Linked DNA regions of Capra hircus: region 2 is linked to region 1. Evidence: chromatin contacts called from public Hi-C data. All regions are on one chromosome and are shown on one strand. Each heading gives the region's core, a stretch centred on a gene start, on an enhancer-like site or on the middle of the called end of the contact. The rest is flanking DNA. Distances are from core to core; before and after follow the strand shown. Region 1 has its middle 22 kb from the start of TRNAW-CCA. Region 2 overlaps TOP1 (DNA topoisomerase 1).

Evidence for each region. Hi-C and Micro-C count contacts between places; a contact is called where the count stands out from the background.
Region 2: a contact with region 1 is called in a Hi-C map of liver, with 2.3 times the contacts expected there. The contact joins two enhancer-like sites. A contact is called at or near these places in 4 of 5 Hi-C or Micro-C datasets (blood and liver).

The regions. Positions count from the first base shown.
Region 1 is chr13:69,213,254-69,220,766 of ARS1.2, reverse strand. No RefSeq gene overlaps it. Among named protein-coding and RNA genes, the nearest start is that of TRNAW-CCA, 22 kb to the right of the region's middle. Within about 2 kb of position 3,621, at least 1 of the 5 cell types and tissues checked has an H3K27ac peak or open chromatin away from gene starts, as enhancers often do.
Region 2 is chr13:69,329,016-69,336,776 of ARS1.2, reverse strand. It overlaps TOP1 (DNA topoisomerase 1), which reads right to left. Exons shown (of 21, transcript XM_018057867.1): 10 at 4,627-4,748; 11 at 3,599-3,721; 12 at 1,764-1,951; 13 at 1,360-1,504. Among named protein-coding and RNA genes, the nearest start is that of PLCG1, 34 kb to the left of the region's middle. Within about 2 kb of position 5,911, at least 1 of the 5 cell types and tissues checked has an H3K27ac peak or open chromatin away from gene starts, as enhancers often do.

The sequences.
Region 1 (7,513 bases), core at 2,372-4,871:
GGCAAATAGATGGGGAAACAGTGGAAACAGTGACAGACTTTATTTTCTTGGGCTCCAAGATCACTGCAGATGGTGACTGCAGCCATGAAATTAAAAGATGCTTGCTCCTTAGAAGAAAAACTATGACAAACCTAGACAGTGTATTAAAAAACAGAGATATTACTTAGCTACAAAGTTTTTCCAGTAGTCATTTATGGGTGTGAGAGCTGGATAGTAAAAAAGGCTGAGTGCTGAAGAATTGATGCCTTCGAACTGTGGTGCTGGAGAAGGCCCTTGGACAGCAAGGAGATCAAACCAGTCAATCCTAAAGGAAATCAACGCTGACTATTCATTGGAAGGACTGATGCTGACATAGAAGCTCCAATACTTTGGGCACCTGATGCAAAGAGCTGACTCATTAGAAAAGACCCTGATGCTGGGAAAGACTGAAGCCAGGAGGAGAAGGGGATGACAGAGGATGAGATGGTTGGATGGCATCACTGACTCAATGGACATGAGTTTGAGCAAGCTCTCGGAGATAGTGAAGGACAGTGAAGCCTGGCTTGCTGCAGTTCATGGGGTTGCAAAGAGACATGACTGAGTAACTGAACGACAATAATATTTATTTGTGTGATTGTTTAATTAATGTCCATCTTCCCCACAAGCTTGATTTGGGCAGGGATCCTGGCCAAGTTCTTCATCCCCAGCACCTAATGCCCTGTATAGACTGTAGCCCATGAGGCTCCTCTGCCCATGGGATTTTGCAAGCAAGAATACTGGAGTGGGTAGCTATTTCCTTCTCCAGGGGATCTTCCCGACTCAGGGATCAAACCTGGGTCTCCTGCCCTGTAGGCAGATTCTTTACCATCTGAGACACTAGGGAAGTCCCACCTAATGAAGAGTGGATGCTTAATAAATGAATTTGTTATTTCTGTGCCCCAATTAGGCTGTAAGCTCTGTGAGGCCAGGGGAAGTATCTATTTTCTTTTTCATGGATTCCCCTGAGGCTTAGGGAAGGTTTTGGTGTCAGAAAGTCTGAGCTACAGTCCAGGCTCTGCCACTTGCTGGCTGTTTTCTTGGGCAATTCAGTTTGAGAGTCTGAGCCTCAGTGTCCTCACCTGTAAACAGGGTAACAATACCTTCCTTAGAGTGTTGTTAGAATTCAATGATGTATTGTACGAAAACAATTCATCAACAGGGCTTGGTATCAGAAGGGGACGATGGAGGATGAGATGGTTGGATGGCATCATCGACTCGACGGACATGAGTTTGAGTAAACTGCGGGAGTTGGTGATGGACGGGAAGGCCTGGCGTGCTGCAGTCCATGGGGTCGCAAAGAGCCGGACATGACTGAGCGACTGAACTGAACTGAGCTGAACTGAAACGTCTAAATACCCTCTTTGTGAAGGATGGGGGCACCATCTCCCACATTACCACCAGATGGCGCTGTGATCACACCGGCGATGCTCACCCCATCAGCTCGCTCCAAGCTTCGAAATCGCTTCCAGCTTCCTTGTAGTTATACTGTCCCGTAGGCTTCAAGTGGCCATTTGGCCTTTGCTCTAATCTCTCTGTGACGGGGAGGTTACTGTCACCAGGCTGGAGACCCTTGCAGGACTGGTCTGAGAGCCCCTGTCCTCTGGGTGGAGGAAACAGAGGACCCCCGGAGAACAGGGGAGACCAGACAGAAACTAGAGGCCGGACGGACGAGAGTTGGGACCAGGGTGAGGCGGTCAGGCGCCCGGGGCGCCAAAATGAAGGATGCGGGCTTTCTCGGTCTTGCGCATGCGTGGAGTCTGACCGCCCTTGGTGGCCTTGTAAGAATACCCTGGGGCTGGGCTGAGAGCTGGTCCAAAGCTTCAGGGCTGCCTGCCGTCCGCTCATCCGCAGCAGGACAGAGCTCGCAGCAGGTGCCAGGCTGTGGAGGAACCCCCTTGTTGCTCTAAAGAACACTCTTTGGTAAGAACTATTATTATTTTAAACATGCATTTATTTATTTATGGCTGTGCTGGGTCTCCGTGGCTGCAAGTCGGGATTTCTCTGGTTGTGGTGAGTGGCCTTCTCATTGCAGGGCCTTCTCCTGTTGCAGAGCACGGGCTTGAGGACACTCAGGCTTCTGTAGTCGCGGCTCCCAGACTCCAGAGCTCAGGCTTAGTAGTTGCGGTGCATGGACTTAGTTGCTCCGAGGCATGTGGGATTTTCCGGGACCAGTGATCGAACTGGCGTCCCCTGTACCGCAAGGCAGATTTTTAACCATTAGACCACCAGGGAAGCCCCAAGAGCTATTATTATAGTCGTCTTTCAGATAAGAAAATGGACACGGGGACAACTTAAGAAGCTTGCAGTTATAAAGTGGCAGAACTGGGATCTGAACCCAGGCTGTTTTGGCTCAGGACAGCCCCTCCTGACCATCACCCTGTGCTAATCTGTTGTCTTCCCTCTTGCGACTAATCCCTCCTTCTGTCCAATGTTTATTACGGACCAGCCGGTCTGTTCCAAGCACTGTGCCAGCGGCCCAGTGGGAGGTGAGGCTGGACCCTGCCCGTCCAGCGGAGTCCTGACCCTGCCGTGTCCCTATCCCGTGACCTTGGACGAGTCATTGAACGCCACTCTGCCTCCGCGTCTCCATTCTGAAATGGGAGGAGAGTTGTGGGGAGGAGGGAGTGACTCAGAGCTGCAGGAGCTGTGGCCTCGTCCCGATGGGGCTTGGGAAGTGTCAGCTGTAATTACCACTCCAGTCATCACCCACCTCCTGGCCGCCAAGTGGAAAAGGGGAGGGGAGAGTCAGAATCCAGTGCTCCTGGCTCCCCCACTTCAAAAATTAGTTTATTTAAATTGGAGGATAATTACATATTGTGATGGCTTTTGCCAAACAGCCACATGAATCGGCCACAGTGTCCCCCCCATCCTGAGCCCCCCTCCCACCTCCCGCCCCACCCCGTCCCTCTGGGTTTGCATCTTGGCTTTGGCACCGTGACCGTCCCAGACATGGCATCTTGTACAGGCTGAGTTTTTCCCTCTGTAAAACAGGAATGACTAATTCTGACCTTGTGGTGTCCTTGTGGTCGTCGGATGAAGTCACAAGGTTGAGCACTTGGCATAACAGGGGCCTTTGAAACACTGCATTTCCTGTCCTCAAGAGGCATCAGGCAGCCACCTCAACCCCGCGCTCAGCACTTCTGGAGTTTTGGCATCTCCCCTTCTCCCAAGGAAGGGCCAGACGTGATAGACTGCAGGATTCTGTTTTCTTCTTCTTCTGTGGGGTGGGGATCCCTGACCAGGGATTGAACCCATGCCCCCCGCATGGGGAGCGTGGAGTCCTAGCCGGTGGACCTCCAGGGAAGTCCCTTCTTTTGCTTCTTTCCTTTGTTCCTGTTTGAATTCTGTTCCTTGAGAGGCAGCTGGGTGTGCTTTGCAGCCGCCTCCTGCCGCTCCTCCCCCAGCCCGGGTGTGTGTGGGACTCCAGGTTGTCCCCAGCAGAGGGTGGCCGCGTCTTGGACTCTTGTCACGTGCGCAGTGGAGGGTCAGTGGGGTGTTGAGCGTGGCGGCCTTGGGCCTCCTCTCTGTACCTGAGACTCCGAGAAACCAGTGAGCAGGTGGGGGCGCTGAGGTCCCGTCTCCTCCGAGGTCTCGGGGCTGTGGCTGCCCGCTCTCCCCTCCCACACTGCTCTTGATGCTCTGCCCGGTGTGCTGGGACTTCGCAGTGGCGGGGGTCAGGGGGTCGGGTCGTGTGTGACCCAGGAACCAGAGTGAGCCCAGCTGGGCAGCGAGAGGCACTCTCAGAGGTCTGGCCTGGCAGGGAGCATCCCTCTCCCCTTCCATTAACTTCCCCAGGGTCCTGGTGCCAGGGGGCTCATCCTAGGGTCCCCCAAGATGTATTCCCTCCAGCTGGGAGTTCCACTCATGTTATCATTGACCTGGTAGTCACAGCGGCCCCTCCATTTCAGACATGGTGAAACTGAGCCTCGTGTCCTTGAAACTGAGGCCGAGGAGTGACTGACCCAAGGTCTTGTGGCAGAGGGGGTGTCAGAGTCCCGGGGGGTACTGATGCCCAGCTCTGCTGCCCATCTCCCACCCTCCTCTCCCCCTCCCCCCCACCATGTTCCTCCAGCACTTAATTTTAATGGCCCTTTGATTGCGAGCCTCTTCTTGAGGAAGAGACTAATCATTATTAATGAATTTGGGCTGCTCCGGCATAAATGAGCCAACGGGGCTGGCTGGTGGGAAGCTGGACCAGCAGACAGCCGGCTTTGCACATCTTGCTTTGGGCCATGGAGAGTCCCGTTAAACCAGATGCTTGTCTGGAAGGGCTGCTGGAATCTTCCTGTCCATCCAGCCCCCCCTGGCCCTTATCCTGAGCCCGTGGAACAGCTGGGCTCCCCAGTCACAGCTCAGCCTGGGTGGATGGGACGAGGACAGCTGCAGTGGGGGGATTTGAGGGTCCCCTGTGTGTGGGGTGAGGGTCCCACCTCTCACCTCACACACTGGCCTGTTCTCTTGGCAGCAGCTAATCTTGGGAAGGCTCATGGGGCCGGTTTTAGATTTGTTTTCCAAAATGGAAAGATGACAAATAATCCTCATGGGGAAGCAAAAACAGCAAACGAAACCCAAGACCTCTCTGAGGATCTTTCAGTCCTGAACCCTGGCATCGGCCCCCTGGGTAGTCAGAGCTGGAATCTCCCCTCATCCCAGGATCTTGAACTAGCCCCAGCAGCGGCTCTGAGCCTCGGGGTCCTCAGCCGTGGAACAGAGCTTACACTGTGCAGCCGGGGGCTGGGAGGGGATGGAGTGAGTTGGGATGCATTTTGCAAATGAGGCCTTATGTGGGTAATTTTCTCACTGGCAGGAGACAGACACCCGCACAGGCCCCCAAATCAGTAATGGGGCCTCCTCAGAAGGGACTCCTTATTTCTGGAGCCTGCGTGATTATTCAGTGGGTTCTGTGTAATTATTTAATCAAGCCTCCCTCCACCAAGTCCTCAGCGTGGAGCTGGGCGGCTGACCAGACCCTGTCCTCCCCTCTCCCCCAGGAGGCTAATCAGTTCGAGCTGCTGGGAGGGGGAGAGCACGGTCCCAGGCCCCTCTTCTCTCTGTGTGGCACAGCTGCGCTGCTTGGGGGGGCAGGGCTGGCTGGAGGCAGGACTGGGTCACCTTGGGGCTTGCCTGGGCTGAGCGCAGGGCTGGAGGGACCTGTGGGTGCAGCCCTCTTATTTTGCTTTGAGGTCAGGGCAGCACGGAGGTCCCACGGCACCTCTGCCCAGATCTGGCTTCTGGGGTTCCCTCCCCCTTCCTCTCCCCTCCCCCTTCCCTCCCCTTTTCCTTCTTCCCGTCTTTCCCTCCTTCTTTTTCCTCCTCTCCCCTCTTTTCCCTCTCTATTAAACAAGTAATAGACAAACGTACACATGCTTTTTTTAAAGCTTTTTATTTTGTATTGGGGTATAGCCCCATCTCATTGGAGGATGAGATGGTTGGATGCCGCCGGTGCAATGAACATAGCGAGTGAAGTCGCTCAGTCGTGTCTGACTCTTTGCGACGCCATGGACTGTAGCCCACCAACCTCCTCCATCCATGGGATTTTCCAGGCAAGAGTACTGGAGTGGGTTGCCTTTTCCTTTTCCAGGGGATCTTCCCGACCCAGGGAACAAACCCAGGTCTCCTGGACTGCAGGCTGACGGTTTACCCTCTGAGCCACCAGGGAAGCAATGAGCATGAACTTGGGCAGATACTGGGAGGTGGTGAGGGACAGGGAAGCCTGGCATGCTGCAATCCATGGGGTCGTGAGGAGTCAGGTGCAACTTGGCGACTGATCAGCAATAGCCGATTAACAGTGTTGTGATAGTTTCAGGTAAACAGCGAGGGTGCTCAGTCAGACATATACATGTATCCATTCTCCCCTAAACTCCCCTCCCATCCAGGCTGCACCATAGCACTGAGGGGAGTTCCAAGTGTTATCCAGTAGGTCCTTGTTGGTTATCCATTTTAAATACAGTAGTGTGTACCTGTCCACCCCAAACTCCCTAACTACCCCTTCCCGCCATCCAATCCTGCCGCTCCCCATCCCACACCTGGAAGCCGTAAGTTTGTTCTCTAGGACTGTGAGCCTCTTTCTCGAATGTGGACATTCTCATTGACAGACATGTGGATGACACAGTGAGGTGCCAGCCTCCCTTGACCCTCCTCTTTTCTCCCATTCACACCCCCACCCCCATCCCAGAGGTGACCCCAGCTCTCATTCAGAAACTTGCCTTCCGGACTTTTTCTGTGTGCTCACAAACATACCCAAGTCCCAGAGGAAAGGTTGATTCTGGTGCTTGCTTTTGCCCGCATAAACATTCCTGATGATGCATAGACCACTGGTTCTCCCGGGGATGTGTGTGGCTTTACCTCCTGGTGACATTTGGAAATCTCTGGAGACGTATTTGATCATCACAGGGTCAATGCTGCTGGCATCCGGTGGGTAGAGGTCAGGAAGCTGCTAAACACCCTTCAGTGCACAAGGCTGCCCCCATAATGAAGAATTACTGGGCCCAGGATGTCCGTAGTGCTGAGATCGAGAAACCCTGGTCTAGAATGTTCTTTGACTCGCTCTTTTCTAAAAGCAGCATTTCTTGGAAGTCTTGACAGGTTGTTGTTGTGTAATTGCTCAGTCGTGTCCAACTCTTTGTGACCCCATGGACTGTAGCCCTCCAGGATCCTCTATCCATGGAATTCTCCAGGCAAGAGTACTGGAGTGGGTTGCCCTTCCCTTCTCCAGGGACTCTTCTTGGACCAGGGATTGAACCCACGTCTCCTGCATTGGCAGGAGGATTCTTTACCACTGAACCACCAGGGAAGCCCCTTGATGGGGTTAGTGAAGATCTTTTCCTCCTTCCTTTTACTTCAGCATAATTTGCCTGCCTCGCCCTCCACTTACCTTTTTATAGATTGCAGGCATCTTCTAATTTTTGGGGGGTTAACGGAAATGGCTCTTTGGTGGAAGCCCTTGTTCCTACAGCATGTGCTAGAGTCTAGTTTTTCCCTCCTTTGGACACCTGGGAGGTCGATGGCTCATCCACTTACTTTGTTTTCATAGATGCCTTGCTGTGTGTGCGGGCTAAGTTGCTTCAGTCGTGTCCAACTCTGTGTGACCCCCGTGGACTGTAGCCCGCCAGGCTCCTCTGTCCCTGGGATTCTCCAGGCAAGAATACTGGAGTGGGTTGCCGTGCCCTCCTCCAGGGGATCTTCCCCACCCAGGGATGGAATCTGCGGCTCCCGTGTTGCAGGCGAATTTGGATACTGCGCCATGCTCTCCCACAAAGGTTGTGCCAGCTTACCTTCTGACTTTTCCTCCTACAAATCCCAGCTTTCAGGAATGATGATTTAAAAAAAAAAAGTTTGGAGTGATAACTGTTATTTCTCCAAGAGAACTAAAGGGAACCTGACCTTCACAGAGGGGTGGGAACCCACTCATGATGACCCCAAGACAGCCCTCTGCCCCCATCCCTGCAGCTGGTGAAGAACAGACTTATCCACTCCCACCTCCCTATGTGACCCT
Region 2 (7,761 bases), core at 4,662-7,161, 110 kb before region 1:
CAACCATCACTTGATAATTCCTTTTGTTACTCCTTTTTCATACCCCTCCTCTCTGTCCATACGACACACTGCTCTTTGAAATACTTCTCTTTGAGACCTAACTGCAACCAAATTTCCTTTAAAAAGTTGTTCCTGTTCTCTAACTGCTGGAATAACTGCTCTCTTTATCTAGCATTTAGCATTTACCTTTCTAATACAACTGAATTCTTACCCAATTTGCCCAGCAGGCCGTAAGTTCTTTCAGGGCTAAAACCACTTTTCATCTACCTTGGTCACCCTATAGCTCTGTAGTATTTCAGAACAGAAATATAACATGTTTCTTAAAGTGATTTTGACTTTTACTTGCCATGGGGGTTCTCTTTCTGATTCCATGCTCACTTTAAACTAAGAACAGTGTCATTTTCCAATTACACTGAAGAACATATACACAGGGGCATTTTTCATTAGGACACAGGACTATAAGCTAGAAAATGTGCAGTCTGGTCTTGAAAAGACACATGGCCTTTTGAGCTGTGGCTTTCAAATATTAACAAGTGTTTAATAAACTATAAACCAAGATTAAGAGGGGCTTTACTCTCAGTGCCCTGAATATAAACAGTCAGTCTATACAGAACTAATTCTGTTTTTTGGTTTTTTTTTTTGTGGAACTCATCTTTTAAGTTGACATTCGTATTTCCACAGTATATCTGAGGGATTCATTCAAGCAGGGTATGCCCAGCAGGCTAATAAGAACTGATAGTCCTTCCAAGACAGTTTTCTCTTTTCAATAACAGTATCAATAAACAGTAACACACGTGTACACAACAGTTGAAGATATGCTTTCCCAAACATTATCCCATTAAGTCCTGGTGGAATCTACTCAAGAAGACTTAGGAAGACAAAGTATGTAAGACTCCAGATTTTACAACTCTTTCTGGATTCAGAGAAATTATATTCCTTTCTTCAGAGCCCAGAAAGGTGAGGAAGAGGAAGATAACTAGCTGTAGAACCCAATATACATTTACCACATTTTTCATTAGTCTGACCACTTGACAGTAAGCAATGTAAAAGCAAGGACTGTGTGTCTGTCTTATTTACCAATGTAATTCCTAGCACCATGCCTACACTGTGCCAGGCTCATACAGGGATTTCAATTAGTATCTGCAAATTAATAAATAAGATTACAATGTGATGTAGAAAATGGGAACATCTTAGGGAGGTCACCAGATAATGCTAATTATGGTAAGTACCCTTTTTTGTGGGTGGGGATGGTTTTCAATTTCTCAAAGTGATTCTAGAGGCTGAGGACATTAGATTTCAAATAAAATGACAAGAGATTTTCAGCTCCACTAACTGGTGCAGCTCTTGGCTACCACTTACCTTGATTCGTGAGCTGGGGTTCAGCATGATGTATTTAATAGAACCTTGGATATTCTCTGTCCAGGAGACTAGCCAAGTAACCTTGTTATCGTGTCGGACTTCTTTCCACTTATGACCTGGAGGAGGAGAAGGAACCTTGGCATCTCTGTGGAAATAAAGCAGTAGAGCAGTGAGGTGGGAAGTAGTGACCAATTTCACTTTTCATCACTGGAAGTGGATGAATCTGTGAGCGTGTATTTCCAAGCTTCCTCCTCACCAGACAATATATGATAAGCACCTGAAGATCTATACACAGAAATACCATGCTGCTCCCAGTCTTCTGTAATGTGGGGGAAAAATCCAAACTACCGAGAACAAAGGAAGCCACCCACTTCATTTCTGGCCAAAGGACGAACTGTGCTCACTTGCTACAGTTGATGATTATATCCTCAGGCATGATTCGTCTCTTCAGCATGCCCATCTTGGGGTGGTTGCCGCGGCCACGGAAAAGCCCAGGAGGTTCTATCTTGAAGTTGGCGATCCTCTCTCTGTGGTTGTCCATAACACAAAAGCCATATTCTTTCAGTAATTTTTCGTTCTCCTCTTTGATTTTCTGGAAGACAGCCAAAAAGTACTCAAAGGGGATTCAATCTACTGTTCTCTACTTACACATTTCTTAGCTCTTGTGCGAGAACAGGTCCAGGTAGAGAAAAGTCTAAAAATCACTAAGAAACAAATTCAGATAAAGGAAAACCTATGAAATTCTTTTCTTTTTCACTGCATGGCTTGTGGGACCTTGTTCCCTGACTAGGGATCGAACCCAGGCACCCTGCAGTAGAAGCTAACCACTGGACCACCAAGAATTTCTGGAAAACCAGAGTTTTTTAAGAGTTTAAAATTCTCATATGAACATTATTTCACACGGGGTTTCCAGCACAAAGACACTTGCTATTGATTCTTTACTAGTATATCGGTACATGTATTTCACACTGCGATCCTTTCTCCAAAAGACAGAAAGATTTGGAGCCTCCTTAGCCTGTGCTAACCCTTCCCTCATATTGATATTATACTCAGCAATTAGATTTAAACTAAGTCCTGCTGCCTTGGGCACAGATAAAGATTCACCTGCTGGTGACAGGTATCCTTGGCAAGGCTCTGACATGGTGATACTTATAAAACCTCCTGACATGGATTTTAGTTTGAAAAACACCCCTGAAGTGAAAAATAAAATAAATCTCACTAGTTTGGAATACTGAGACGACTAAACTGAGACTGAAAAGCACAGTGCAGGTATCATTCTTACCATCTCTGTAGTAACTAGTTTTTTAAACTAAAGGTCAAATAGGTACTCTCAAACAGTGAGTTACATAGAGACAGTGGCCTAAATTATATAAACATGTAAATCTAAGATACTGACATTTAAGGCTTCGAAGTGCCAAGAATTCCTTAAAATACGTAACTGCCAGGTATATAAAATACTTAACTTCCAGACCTCCGCTAACCTGTTTTTTTGATCCCAGCTTTGAGCCAAAAAAGTCAAACACCAGCCTTGATTCTCTAGATCGGGGAATGGCAAGCTTTTTCTAGATAGAAAATGTTTTAGGCTTGAGAGCCATACGGTTTCTGTTGTAATTACTCAACTTTGCCACTGCTGAAAGCGACCATAGATAATAGGTAAACAAGTTAGATGTGGCATGTTTCAACAAAACTTTTGTACAAAAACGAGCAGCCTATCTATAGTTTGCCTACCAATATTCTAGAGGAAAGTGACATCCTAGAAAGTGACATCCATTTTCAGATACTAGAAAGATCCTTCAGAAATGAGGTTGGCCACAGGTAGATGATGTAGTTGGATGAGTGTGGCTAAAAACAGGTCAAAGAAAGAGAACGTGTGTGTGTGTCTGTGTCTGTGTGTGTCTGTGTCTGTGTGTGTCTGTGTCTGTGTGTGTACACAGATATAGCCAATGTGATTTTATCTGTCTTAAGTCCCTAACATCTAGGAGCCACTGTAGGTCAGACATGCTCTTCCTTAAACACTGTATTACTGGAGGTTACTGGCTGGTTTTTAGGTTAACAGAACACCAGCTCATATTGAGCCATTTAAACATAATGCCTATTCACATTTTTTAGTCTACGTGAAACCCTTAAAAAAATCGAGACTTTACTAGGCCAAGAATCTTAAATCTTTAGTGTAGGAATCAGAAAATTAAACTAATCACTATTTCAAAATTCTCCAGAGGTTTAAGAAATTCTGCAGTACCAGTTTCTCTTCCTTGCTCATCTGCTTCCGAGCTTCTGTCTGGGCTTTGAAATACTGGCTCATCTGGGTAAAATCACATTTGCTGAGGTTGGTGATAATATTCTTCTCTTCATTGGTCATTTCCTAGTTAAAAGAAAAGGGGGAGACAGAAAAAGACAGTAAATAAACTAATAAGCCCTCAAGTTTCTCCACAATTACAGCAAAGTATCATGTTCTCAGTCCAAGAGTATCTGAGGCAGTCAATCTAAACTTGAGAATTTTGGGGAAAAAAAGAAGCTTTTATTTCCTTGTTCTATTATAAAATATGCACGTGGTAGAAAAATATTTAGGATAACAACAGTGAAAAGGGTAACACTCATGTCATTTCTTAGACTCCTTAGCACATTGCCACAATCTTCTAAGCATAAATACCACAGCTAGAGAAACACAAATATATATATATCATTTAGTGATGAAACATTTCCACGCTCCTTCTCTCTTAGAAACATCCTTGCTCTATTCACTTATTAAATCTTATTTTTACAGCTATTCAGAAAGTGAACTTCAGCTCAGCCTCTGTTCACATTCTCCAAATTAATAAGGAAATTGTTTAAAATCACCTCAGCAGACAAAGGATATGTGGTGTTAAGAGCACAAAGTACCTAAAGCTAAAGAGCATGAATCAAAAGGGAACAGGACAATGCTAATGCATGTTTCTTTGTAATAGCAGACAGTGGGCAGTCCTGAGAGACAAACTTTCCTTTGCTCAACTGGAGCTGAGGTTTCTGTTTGACCTATCTGATAAACTCTCCCGGCTACAGCCGCAGGAGAGCCAAGAGGAAAAGAAACACAGTTATTCTTATTGGATTGAAAACCTATATAATACAGTAAATGAACAGGGGGGAACCCCAACTTTCAATATAATAAAATTCATAAAACTCAAATTGTATATCAGGGAATTCTTTTGGTTAAATTATCATTTATTACTTAGTAGTAGAGATCAGTGTTTTTGTTAAGGGGCTAGGATATTAATACATGGGCTACAATACCTTTCTCCAGTCTTTAAAGAAATTTTTCCTAAATATTTCCTTAGTAGTATATTCATGGTCGAGCATTTTTGCAAAGAACGTAGCTACTTCTTCCGCTTTGGGGCTCAGCTTCATGACTTTACCTAGAGACAAAAGTGGTTCCAAAAAATGAGGTGCTGTATTCATGTTCTGAGGTTAAACACTGAGGTTCTGGAGACATCTTCTTTCATAATGGTTTATTTACCTTCTGAAGGTATATATATATAAAGGTCTGGTGACGCGTGGTAACAACAACAACAAAAACAGTATTATCGATTAACATCTACTTGTATGAATTTTCCTTCTCTTTAGTCGATATTTACCTGGGTCATTCTCTGGAGACTATGCCAGTAAATTGTTCCCAGGAGCCTGCTCAGGACAGGGATGACCTGGGGGAGGCCCAGTCACTCTTCCTTTTCCTTTCAGCAAGCAGGGTCCTTTACACCTCTTCAATGGTTTTTAAAAATCAAATCCTCAGAGGGACTCCTGCCACTGCTAAGCTAAACAGCTTCTGTTCAAGAAGGGGAGGAAGGGATAGGACAGGGAGTGGAAGAAAGGAATTGTGGGGAAAAGAAATAGGCATCTTTCTTCTTCAAAGTTAGGTGGGTGGAATATGAATTAAAAAATATATATATTCATAGCAGGCAAGCCCAGATATCCCATATGAAAAAATTTAAGTAAGACCTTCCTCTAGAACTTTGCTTCTCAATGTATGGTTCATGGACCAGCAGTACTGACATCACATGAGTCTGGCAGAAATGCAGAATCTCAGGCCCCACCCCAGACCGACTGAACCAAGAACGTACATTCTAATGAGACCCCCAGGTGGCTAGTGTACACACCAGAGTTTGAAATGCCCTGGAACACAGGCATTATTATAAAGTTGCCTCTTTCAGGGAAACAGGACTCATCCAGAACACAGGGATGACAGGGGTTTGTGGCATTATACACATTTTTCCACTGCCTTACCTGTTACATAGATACTAGTAATTCACCAAGGATTTTCACATTTATTACAGAAAACTAAAACTTAACCCAAATTCCATGTATTTCAAAACTCAGAAGATATCTCATCTCATGATGGTTAGACAGTTTCATCCCCGATTGCAGGGACGGTACAGTAAACTGCAGCTCTAAACTGAAATTTTCAGGGTAGACAGAAAGAACCTGCTTGAAATCTATAACTTTAAAAGGCCAACAGGTGGCACCACTTCCCCTCTAAACCTTCTAGCTCCTTCCAAAGACAACACAGCTTGGGAAGGACAGGCTGGCTTTTCGAGAGGTTCCTGCACTTCAGAATTCACTCAAGTCTGAACCAGTGTTGCCAGTTAAGATGTAACACGCTTCCGATATAAAGGAAACCAGTAAGTCACTAAGAATAATACAAATGAAATAAAAGGCAAGAAAGAATGTAAGCTATTCTCCCATACATTTGGTATACTCTGGGAAATTCTGCTGAATTCTGTCCCAATAGAGAAAGCAATTGTGACACCTCCTGTTTAGATGAGCTGCCAAGAGATGAAATGACAGCTCCCAGCAGTAGAACGGTAGGAGAATGACTTAGAGGTTCCTGGCAAGAGTAGTGCTTTGTAGGAATGGCTGAGTTCCAGGAATAAGAAACTGCTGAGTCAGAGCTGAAAACTGGAGGTTCTCAGAGGTCACTCATTGCTTCGGCCAGCCCGTGCCCCTCCTCCCTGGCAGGCACTTAAGGAGTCTGAGAAGTCTCTTCCCTAGAGAGTAGGCAGGACTGACAGTTATCAACTTGGTAGTAAGTCAAATACAACTTTTTGACTTACTGCAGTGTGGGAGTTTACCTAATCAAAGGGAAGAAATTCTAGAAAGACCAAATGAGAAAATGTGAGAGCCCTGGAGCTGGAGCTCCGGTAGGGCAAGAATGTAGAAGGGACCAGGGTGAGCCGTAACGATTAGTTCAAGCCTTGGCTTCCCATTTCTGAAAGTAAGGGAAACCCAAAGGCTAAAGAAAGGAACCCAGCTTCCCTTCAAATCACTTTGGACCTCAAAGTTAGGCTTCACCAATTGCGTCCCCCAAAGTTCAACTCTAAAGGTAAACCTATACTAGGGCTATAGAATATCTGCGCTTTTATGATTAGCTAAGGCTCTTTCTCATCATTGGAGTTTTGGCTTTGAGTTAAATTGCAGAGTCTCCAGAATGACCACTATGAGGGCTAATAGTAGAATTCTGTCCCATGCTCTCCAGTCAACACAGGTTAGAATGAGGCTATAAAATCCTGCGAGATCACACATTCCATGAGACCAGAGATTCGTCAGTATTGTCCACTGCTGGGTCTTGGTGTCTGAATATAGCACGTTGAATAAATACAGTTTAAAACAACAAATTCCAGTTTGACATGTTCTTCATTTGCAAGACCCAGCCTTTCAGTATAAACTACTACCCCTTGACCTTTAAGCATCCATGGCCCGAAACCACTGCTGGTGGACAGAGACATGCTTTTCAGCAGTTCTCCTGGCTTAGTTTCTCAAAGTTTGGTCAGCAGACCACTTGGTTCAGAAGCACCCATGATCACTCAGTATCAATTAAATGAGCCCAGATCCACCTGTTAAATCTAAAGCACATGAGAGTTTGAGGAATAATACTCTGGTTATTTCTGGAGAAAATCCTTGGAATGAGGGAAATCAATTGAGTATTTCTGGAGAAAACCCTTGGAATAAGGGAAATAAGTTGAGAATTACCATCTGCATACTGCTTTATGCCAATAAGGGAGCATCAAGGACTACTCTCAAAATTTTCAACCCAAGGACAGAGGTCTAAGGGTGTTCTCAAAGAACTAGGCAGGATATTTCCTCAGAGCAGCTCATCACACTTGACTGCACAAAGGACAACTGCACAGTGTTATGCCATAGAGTGATAGACACCTACCAGCCCTACCTAGAGGCTGATGGCAGGCTAATTAATTAGTCCTCAACCAAGCACTAATTCTATTTCTAGCAGTGAGTAGCTTGTGAGCTTGCATTGTATCAGTAAAATAAAATACTACCATTGAAGTAAGTCTTTTCTAAGAACTCTTATAAAGAGTAGCTCCTTAGAAATGTCACTCAGATAAAAACATTTAGCTTGTGGACCAAGGGCTGGCTGCG